3 separate regions of the Bicyclus anynana genome follow, and all the other regions are linked to region 1. A link is a contact called in public Hi-C data. All regions are on one chromosome and are shown on one strand. The core of a region is the stretch at or near the end of the contact, and the rest is flanking DNA. Distances in the headings are between cores, read along the strand shown. Region 1 has its middle 8.8 kb from the start of LOC112047392. Region 2 overlaps LOC112047392. Region 3 overlaps LOC112047339 (four and a half LIM domains protein 2).

The links. Hi-C and Micro-C count contacts between places; a contact is called where the count stands out from the background.
Region 2: a Hi-C map of whole larva shows a contact between it and region 1, with 7 times the contacts expected there. The contact joins two enhancer-like sites. A contact is called at or near these places in 2 of 2 Hi-C or Micro-C datasets (whole body and whole larva).
Region 3: a Hi-C map of whole larva shows a contact between it and region 1, with 6 times the contacts expected there. The contact joins two enhancer-like sites.

What each region holds. Positions count from the first base shown.
Region 1 is chr7:1,623,201-1,626,758 of ilBicAnyn1.1, forward strand. No RefSeq gene overlaps it. Among protein-coding and RNA genes, the nearest start is that of LOC112047392, 8.8 kb to the right of the region's middle. Within about 2 kb of position 1,716, at least 6 of the 8 cell types and tissues checked have open chromatin away from gene starts, as enhancers often do.
Region 2 is chr7:1,806,879-1,810,436 of ilBicAnyn1.1, forward strand. It overlaps LOC112047392, which reads left to right. Exons shown (of 7, transcript XM_024084505.2): 7 at 1-1,512. Among protein-coding and RNA genes, the nearest start is that of LOC112047389, 17 kb to the right of the region's middle. Within about 2 kb of position 1,608, at least 6 of the 8 cell types and tissues checked have open chromatin away from gene starts, as enhancers often do.
Region 3 is chr7:1,467,822-1,471,379 of ilBicAnyn1.1, forward strand. LOC112047339 (four and a half LIM domains protein 2) reads right to left here. Exons shown (of 12, transcript XM_052882721.1): 3 at 3,122-3,269; 4 at 1,845-2,058; 5 at 1,205-1,308; 6 at 876-1,019. Among protein-coding and RNA genes, the nearest start is that of LOC128198288, 31 kb to the left of the region's middle. Within about 2 kb of position 1,985, at least 8 of the 8 cell types and tissues checked have open chromatin away from gene starts, as enhancers often do.

The sequences.
Region 1 (3,558 bases), core at 466-2,965:
CGCTCTTAGGGTGAGATTTTCTTTTTTTTTTTTTAATTCTTTACAAGTTAGCCCTTGATTACAATCTCACCTGATGGTAAGTGATGATGCAGTCAGATGATGAGACTATAGAGATGACCTATTTGAGACGTAAAAAGTTATTTTTACAAAAAAAATCTCAATTTAAAAAGTTATAGTTAGTTCTATTTAAAAAAAAAAACATTGATAACCTCCATTTTGCGCAGTAATTACACATCAAACGACCTTTAATAAAGCAACTTAACTGCCGCTGTTTCAATAATATACGGCGAGTACTTTACAACGCGATTCTTTCGCTGACAGAAACTATTAAGCGTTGAAATTATATTAAAAATTTTAATTACGGGCAATTCATTAGATCTGTAATAATAGGACATTCTCGAGCGCCCTTGGTCCATTTATAGGGACCCTATAATAGGGTGCAAACTTGAAAGTTATCGCAAGCATATTTAGTGTCAGGGCCATGAATTTATTTTCATTTAAGCAACAGTCATAATGTTAATTTGTTGGCTCAGACCAATTACCTCTGGATTTGAATCGCATTCAAATTCACTAACAAAATTGTCTGTAGTTTTTTTGATGAGGTCGAGGTAAACTAGCACATTGAATTTTAACACTAATAAATACGTCCTGTGTCCTTACACAACTGTAAATTATAAATCGTAATACGCACACGTGTAATTTTAGCACAATGAAACATCGATTCTATAGATCCAGTTTGTATAACAACGTGATCATATAGTTTTGACAGAGGGGTAACGTCTAGCCAGGCAGGTCCTAGCACTAGCAGCGGACGTCCATCGGCTGTTAATGATGCTTATGATGAATGAAATACTCCACATAACGAGGCAGCTAGATCGCATAATGTTTAATGGATCTCTATCGGCCGGAATAGACAATGTCCAATGATGCTACCATTTTTCATATTTTTTATTCCACATTATGTTAATATTAACATACGATATGAGTGAATATTAAAAAATGCTATTTACTTAGAAAGAGCCATAGTAGCTCAACGATAAAGCAGTCGGAGTTACGGAGTCGGTGGTTCGATCCCCGTAAATTTACGTAAATTTTACACTCGACAAAACGAGGCAGCTAGTTCGCATAATGTTTAGTGGATCTCTATCGGCCGGAATAGGCAATGTCGAATGATGTTACCTACCATTTACTTTATTTTTTTACTCCACATTGTGTTAATATTAAAGTAGTGTAGTAGTAGTGAATATTAAAAAAAACCCTATATACTTAGCAAAAGCCTTTTAGCTCAACGGTTAAGCAGTCGGAGTCATCAATGGTGGTTCGATCCCCGTAAAACGTAAATTCTAAATATAATTCCTCCAAGTAGTCCTTCATGATTAGTTAGAGGGAAATGGTAATGGTAATGACAAATATTCTTTTTAAAAATTAGACGTCACGGTCCAAATTGCGCAGTTACTTACCGTACTAATACCACTAATTTGAACCCAGGACCTCGTTTTCTAAGACCACATAGGCTAACCAGTGTACCATAGAGGCATACCAATAATAGCGCTGCTTAATGTCGCGTATCGGATTCATTGAAACCTTACGAATGAAATTAATCCGGTTACAGAGGAAGTGGGTCATTTTCTCCCTCAGCTTGTGTTGATACATTACCATAGACCTCGGCGGATAATGGTGCGGCGCATTGCGGTGACTTCATACTTTCATACGCAAATCGCGTCGTTTTCATTAACTGTTCTATTGTGGTAGGCGTCCACTGATCCGCATCGTATGTATCAGACTCGTCTCAACAAACGAATTTTTTATTTTACGGTAGAAAAAATCCGTTTGATGCGTTCCCCACGATGCGGATCAGTGGACGCACTTTTATAACTTTTTATAGTAAGTATAGTTAAATCCGTTTGATACCATACATCCAATGTGTACAATGTGGATATGTGGACGCTGTGCAGCGCATTGCGGGACTTCATACTTTCATACGCAAATCGCATCGTTTTCATTAACTGTTCTATTATAGTAGGCTTCCACTGATCCGTATCGTACGTATCGGACGCATCGGATCAAACGGATTTTTAATTTTTCGGTAGGAAAAATCCGTAAGATGCGGATCAGTGGACGCACTTGTATGACTTTCTATAGCAGGGTTTCTCAAAGTGGGGTACGCGAACCCCCTAACATTAAATCCATTTGCGACAAGAAAGAAGCACACCCATCACATTAATATTACAAAAACATTTCTTTTAGTACTTTATGTGTTACCTTTTATTCAAATAAAAACCTTATTTTCTTTAGCAGTCAAAATATTTTTTTTTTGGGGAGGAGGAGGAGGTTCGTTAGTAAGCGTTAGTAAGGGGTTCGCTGTCAATTGGAAATTTTAACAGAGGTTCGTGGAGCCGAAAGTTTGAGAAACCCTTTTCTATACTAAGAATACTAAAATCCGTTTGATGCCATGCGTCCGATGTGTACTTACGATGCGGATATGTGGACGCCTACCGTAATAGTGCGGCGCATTGCAGTGACTTCATAGTTTCATCGCATCGTTTTCATTAACTGTTTCTATTATGGTACGGTTACAGAGAGACTTGTTGTCGTTTGATAACTTCTTACTACATAAGTAAGTCGTGACTTTAAGTTTTCGACTTTACTTATTACCATTATTATGCTTTTATAAGAAGTTAGTGCTCAAAAGATCACATAGCTCGTAAAAAGTATAGCGCCATCTATTGAGTCATTTTTAAAATATAACAAATAGCACCATCTGGCGGCGAGTAGCTAAAATACTAAATTTATATTCATTACTAGATGGCAATAGTTGTATTAAAAAGTTCTAGATTTGTATAGTTTGATAGGTAACTTGGCATAAGTTCCTTTGTATTCTTTCTCAATAAATAAAAAAGAAATTAAAAAGAAATAACCTGAAATATAAAATGTGAAAGGTCCTCATTGGGGGCACCACATGTATTTTTTTAACCACTGTTGCGGAATTAGAATTTGTTTTTTTTTTTATTTTTTGGTCAGGCCAATATTGAGATATTGAACGTTCAGATACTGAATAAACGTTAAAATATTGATTAAAAAACTGAAATTTACATTTTATTTTAAAGTAGTGGATGCCCGCGACTTTGTACGCGTAAAATTCAGTGGAACCATTGATGTTTCTTGTTTATAAAATAGCCTATAATAATAATGTAGTTTAATATCTTTATCTTGCAGTAAAAGTTCTGTTAAAATCAGTTCAGTTGTTCCAGAGATTAGTCCGGAGTCCGGACAAAAAATAGACAGACATACAAAACCCCTTTATAATATTAGTATTACAAGTTAGCCCTTGATTGTTATCTCACGTTTTATGTGACGATGTAATCTAAGATAGAAGCGGACTTGAAAGAGGAACAAGTTCTATCCATACATAGTTCTGACGGTTTCTACACGGCATCGTACCGGAACGCTAAATCGCTTGGCGTAAGTTTTTGTCGGTATGGGGTAGTAACTATCCACGGTAGACCAAACCTGATCACATTTAAAAAATATAAAATCCTTAACCGACTCGAACTGGGA
Region 2 (3,558 bases), core at 358-2,857, 180 kb after region 1:
AACCATCTACGATAACCACCTAGGCTAACCACCTAAACTAACCACCTAGCTAACCACTGGAACAACAGCTTGTTGTTGTACAGTGGTTCGCCTATGTGGCTTCGGGTCACGATTTCTGTGATTCGAGTCCTGAGTCTGAATTATTGAGCTTTGCAGAAAGATTTTCTACTATGGACATGTCACTAGCGCGCCGAAACTGTGGCGAAGAAGGCGCCAAATTATATAATGTAAAATATAGATGACTTTACCCTATGTTCAGTTGATCTAAATCAGGGATTTGTAAAGTAAAACTGAATTATCAGGTTACCAACTTTTGCGGCGCGAACTGTAAGTTAAAAAAAATATAATATTATACTGAAACTTCTTAGTTATCATTGTAGTGCCAATATCTTTGTCCTCGCATTTAAAAATAATATTAAAATAATTTGACAAGTGTAATTTATTAAAAGTTGTAAACCTACTTAGTTTACTTTCTACATACGAGTAAGTAATGTTAGTTTATTATTTTCAACATTAGCTTGATCTTATACGGTACAATGTATTAAATACGTACCTACTATTATATATAGTTTTCGAGCCTTAAGCTTTTGTATCTTTTTCAAGCAACCAAAAATTCATTCGTTTAACACTTTTCTTTATAACTATACATAAGTTGGTTGAAATATTGGTTCAACCTACTTGCTTATACCTACTTAACCTGCTTAACTGCTAGGTGTGGTCACGCTAGTGACCATCAAAAGATGACCACAGAATTTGGTATGATTGACCATTATTGCCTAACTGTTTGTTCACCCAATTTGTGACAGTAATTTCATTTTAAAAACCGATCATGGACAAACAAATGTGAATTTGCCATCTACTTACTCGGTTGTATTCGTCCATCATGACCGCCAGTGTAGATGAGCCGTTATAAAAAACTCAACTCTTAGATTTTGTACCAAAAAAAATAATCTTTTGAATAACGTATGTTTCCCTATCTACGAAAAGATGGCGTTACTAGTATATAAATAAAAGTTTAAAAAAACAATAGTTTTCCTAATTCCAAGCATCCAACATTATGTATTTTAAACACTAATATAATTATTTAATCTGTAGAAATAACGTTCATTACCGTTTTTCGTACCAATATGTTTTAAAATATCAAAAATGCGGCTGTAAAAATTATTACAAATTCTATGTGAAATATCTTTACAGTGCTGCACACTTGTCAATATTTTGTAAGATATAAAATTAATTTTAATACTAGTCCAATCTGTAATAGATTTTAAATAAGTACGTTACATGAAATAGTATTACTTTCTCCATAAATTAATGACTTTAACTATCTAAGTTAAATTATTGACTTTTATAATAAATACTAGTAAAATGGTCCAAAGTTGAAAAGTTTGAAAACATCAAGTGACACATTTGTACTCATAAATTTAAAGAATATATAATCAAAATTGTATAACGTAGTTCTAATTACTTTCATTGTAGATTTTAAGGAAAATAAAAAGCATCTGAATACTGCAAGGTATTTTTATTTTCATGAAACTTTATCAGCGCCATCTAATGTCGAATAGCTAAACTGAACAACGAAATGGTTTGTTTCGACGTTGTACCGTCATAGTGGAGAATGGCCGAGCAGCGCGCTAGCATCCACCTGTAAGACCACTGAACATAAAACGCTAAGCTATCGATATCCATGAAGAATACCTAATTTCTGGCCGCTCAGAGATTGCGTTTCTGACAGGTCGTGATCGCATGGACGATGTAACTTCGAACTGGCGCACAAGGTTCTGCGCTGTTTCAAGATTATGCCAACTGTTTGTCTTTGTAGTGATGAGACAAAAAACGAGGCATTTTTAATTGAATTATGTTTGTCCCATTCGATCACTACCTACCTGTGTATCATTTCAACCTAGATTCGGCTTGCGGCTGAGTACGAGTCTCCTCTCAAATAAGGGGTTAGGCCTTAGTCCACCACGCTGGCCATATGCGGATTGGCAGACTTCACACACTTAGAGAATTGACGGCCTCCGTGGCGCAGTGGTATGCGCGGTGGATTTACAAAACGGAGGTCCTGGGTTCGATCCCCGGCTGGGCAGATTGAGATTTTCTTAATTTGTTCAGGTCTGGCTGGTGGGAGGCTTGGGCCGTGGCTAGTTACCACCCTACCGGCAAAGACGTACCGCCAAGCGATTTAGCGTTCCGGTACGATGCCGTGTAGAAACCAAAAGGGGTGTGGATTTTCATCCTCCTCCTAACAAGTTAGCCCGCTTCCATCTTAGACTGCAACATCACTTACCATCAGGTGAGATTGTAGTCAAGGGCTAACTTGTAAAGAATAAAAAAAAAATGAAAAATATTGAGAAAATTCTCTGGTATGTAGGTTCCTAACGATATGTTTCCTTCACAGTTTGAGACAAGTGATATGTAATTTCTTAAAATGCACTTATATGGAAAATTGGAGATGTATGCCCCGAATCGAACCTACGCCCTCTAAATCGAAGGCAGAGGTACTGTACACTGGGGTGACAGGGAATAAGGGTCTAAGCAACCCTTAATTATATTGTTTTATATTAAGTTATCTATACATAAATTTAACTAGCGGACGCCCGCGACTTGGACTGCCCTTAGACGTCTTTAATCCGGCCCTATCGCAAAATCCGTTCTTAGCGGATATCTAATAACGATAAACTACCTCCCTGCCAAATTTCAGCTTTGTACATCAAGCGGTTTTCGAGATTTCGTGATGTCCTTTCACGTTTATATATTAAGACTAGCTGACACCGCGCGGTTTCACCCGTTCCCGTAGGAATATGGGGATAATATATAGCTTATAGCCTTCCTTGATAAATGGGCTATCTAACACTGAAAGATTTTTTCAAATCGGACCAGTAGCTCCTGAGATTGGCGCGTTCAATCAAACAAACAAACAAACTCTTCAGCTTTATAATATTAGTATAGACAAACAAATAATCATATTATACTCGTAATCTGAAAATTGGTTCCTAATTGAAAATAAAGCAAATCTTTTTCAGAATCAGATTTACATTTACCTGAGTTATTAACCTCTAAACAAATCTGTTTAACTACGAGTCAACGACCGTTGGTCAAATCACTTGACCACGCCAACTTCCAGATACCTGTCAGTTGTCATGGCAACCGCGTGCAAACAACCAACAACCTGCGTGGAAACCAACATAAATAAACCTTGTTTATAGAAAAAACAACTTTATTTCATATATGTTAAAGGTAAGGAAACTGCATAAATAAATTGGTTGCTACCAAACTTATTATAAGAAATGTCATACAAAAATGAACTCTAAGATTATGTGATAAGGGTGATAAAGGGACTTAGTTTAAATAGTACGTTTTTATATTATGTATTTATTTTATATACAAATTATATTGTAATCAAGCGCCATGCTGAAATGTAATGTAAAAATGTATATGCAAAACGAAATTATTTATGTAAGTACATCGATTGACGGCATCGTAGTAAGCATGTTTGGCTTTACATATTAAGGTCCCAGGTTTGAGGTCAGGACCTCCGTCTTGTAAATCCACTACGCC
Region 3 (3,558 bases), core at 735-3,234, 160 kb before region 1:
GGCGAGTAGCATGTGCTACATTACATCCCCGTATTCCTACAGTGACAGGAACTATACGGTTGAAACCCCAGGGCATCTTATACTACGAGTACATAAGCACTTGTCGTTTGTATGGAATAATACAAAAGCGTCCAAGTGACAATACCTACAAGGTAAATACATGCTCGTATTATTAATTACTCGTTGTATGAGTCAGGAGTTGATTCCGCTATTTGGCGCTTAGACAATCATGTGATAAGTAGGTAACCTAACTACCTACCTAATTATAATACATATTTGTTATGACACTAAACTTCAAGTCTACCATGAGATGCCAAAAAATATGAATAATATGTACTAAAATACAGCGATGGCTAGATCTTCCTCTTTTTATAAAAGTTCATACTTCCATAGATAAGTATGGTAGGGATGATGACAGTTTTTTAAATTGTATATAAATTAAGAGAATGCTAATAGTAAAGCAAAGTATCTGCGATCATTACTTTCGGAGCTACAGGGATTTAAAGGGTCAGATTTGCGGCGCTGCTGATTAAAGCCGCGGGTATTTTCTAGTAAAATACATGTAAACTGTACGTAAACTTAGTGATAAAGACGTCTGAAATTGTCTACATTAACCTTAAAAAAATTTAAATATTATAGACAGAAATTCTCCTTCCGATAACGCCATTACCGCAGATAGGTACATAAAGTTTTTTCAACTCTATGTTACTCTACTATAGAAGCTCCATACTCCTTGTAGATGTAGCTATAAAAAAATATCTTAAAGGTAGTATTTTCCAATGTGTTTCAAAACTAAGTGACTATAAGCTGAGGTTAAGCACTTTTGTAAAACTTTCAGTACTTGAACAGTTTTCAGAAAACTATCTAGAACTTACCTCATCACAGGAGTGGCACCTCGGCTTCAACCTCTCTCCATAGTGTCGGACACAGTACAGGTGTCCATCCAAGGCACAGTAAGAAAGCTCCACCAGGAGTTCGTCGCATTCGGAGCATGTAAAGCACGCTGGGTGATAGAATGCCTAAAAAAAAAAAAAAAAGTATAGCGCCATCTAGTGTCGAGTAGCAGAACTAAAAATCGTATTTTTGTAGTGAACGCCATCTAGTATCAAGGTGCAGACCTAATAATAATCATGTAGCAAAGCTTCAATTTATCCATAGATGGCGCTCATAGTTTAGTGCACAATATTTAAGCAATATTACCTACCTCTTCACTAATTCTTGGAGCCTGAATAGCAATGTTTCCATTACGAATAGCTTTATTGCATCCTATACACTCCACGGACGGACCATGATGTTGACAGGCATTTCCTGTAATAAAATTTACAATATTTTAAAGAAACATTTTAATTAATATTATTCATTCTAGTTATACAACTAAGATATTAAAACATACATATTAAGTTAACAAAAAGGACCGTACCTACTGTGTAACTTGGTTTTTGAGTATATGAAGATTGTAGGTATACCTAAGTATGGAGATGGATATTAAAGTCAATATTGTCACTAACTTTAAAACTATTTAAAATAAATATTTGTAATATATCTAGTAAAAACAAAAAAAAATACTTGGCTCACTAATAAGACAAGCAGGTCATCTCTTCCCAGATGAGAATCCAGGTACGAGCCTCGAGACTTAGTTATCTTTTAAAGAAAACATTTTTAACGGGTAAGGGTAAGGGTCATGTTCTTCAAACCCCTTATGAGGCTTGCGACCTTCTTGGGTCGTCTTGGGTGTCACACCAGGTACTCGGTGCGTACTAATAGTGCTCGCTATCCTGCGCTACGCGGAAATAAGACAATTGTATATTCAACTACTGTACGCTAGATGGCGCTGTACAACATACCGATATCTAACGCAATCTCATTACGGGCGGCTACGAAGTCCTCAAACTGTTTCCTATGAGGCTCATCTATGTTATTGCACTGCGTCAGAGACAGATCCTGCCTGGGCAACTGGTAGGCCAAGGCTCTGGTCCTCCAAGCGCGCCAAGCGGCCGGCCCAGTGGCGCCACCTACGTTAGGCGCCCGCTCGGCCAAGGCAGCCCAATATAGTTCGGTCTGCGAAAGATTAAATTAATTACAGTCAGTGATGCTTTGAAATATGCTGTAAATTTAGAAATTTAGACGTTAATTTATATGGTGTTTAGCTTAAAATACATTCGGTATAAGCAAAGTTTAGTACGGAGTTTCAATGATTTAGGTGTATGAATTAGTCTGATCTAAAACACTGGGTCAGTACAAAATACATAACTGTATGTATGTACTTTTAAAGTGTGTATTAAATTATAGTAAATTAATTACCTAATTATTATTTAATTGCACACTGCAGTTTGATTTATTATTTACGGTATATTATGAAAGACTTCATTATTAAACTATTAATTACGCTATAAAATATAATGAACCTATAAAATACCGTCTATGCTTAGTAAGTTTTTATGACTTTCAAAAGTGTTAAGCGATCTTAACTGAAATATGTTTATTCGTTAATGTGTTTTTATAGTAATAGTTGCCGAGACATGCAGATGGCCTGATGTTTATGGTCTAGTTGTAATTTTATGTTATCTGTGTTTCTAACAGAAAAACACTTTGCTTGCAAGTTGCCATGTGCTCATCAACCTGAAAACAACTTGTTCCTGTGTCTACTTGTCATGAATTAAATGGGTTTTGATTTTTGAGTTTGAGTACCTAAAATACCCAATCTCTCCTGACCTGCTTGACTAAATTATACTTATAATTAACAATAACAACATTTTACTAATGGAAGAACAGTGTTTAAAATTAAGTTTTTAAAAAAATTAGGAAACGCACTGGCCACCCCTATGATTTTCTTTCTTTTTTTTTCTTTGATTTGTCCATTGTAATTTTTTACTATTTTTATTATGCCCGCTGTTATATTTTTGTGCTTTTATGTTATGTGTGTTATAACAGAAAAACACAGTGCAGTGCTTGCAAGTTGCCCTGTGCTCATCAACCTGAGAACAACTTGTTCCAATGTATACCTATCATTACAATGATTACATGGGTTCTTCTTCTTCCTTCTGGGCCGTTTCCGCACTTGGTCATTACATGGGTTTTGATTTTTGAGTTGGAATACCTAAAATACCCAATCTCCCCTGACCTGCTTGGCAGTGAGTCCGGGCGGGCTGTTGTCGTAGGCGATGTGTCCCCGGGTCTCGCGCAGGCCCAGCCGGTCGCGTACGGAGCCCAGCTCCTCGTGGTACACGGAGTGCTGGAGCCGGTCGCAGCCGCATGACTTGCAGGTCTTCCTGTAAACAAGATAATGTTTCCTTTAGTCATCAATCAATCAATCAATCAATCAATCAATTTTATTTTGCCAGAATATGGTACATTTACATAGGTCTTATATTATATTTTAACACATATCCTGCCATAGTTGGCGTGCAAAAGTTAACAGATCATACAAATTAATTTACAAATTACAAATTTACAAACAATAAAAATAAAACAAAGTTCAAATTAATTAATGTTAATATAAATGTCAATAAAAAATGTCAATATAAATGTCACTTTTATGGTCAATGTCCCTATTTAAGT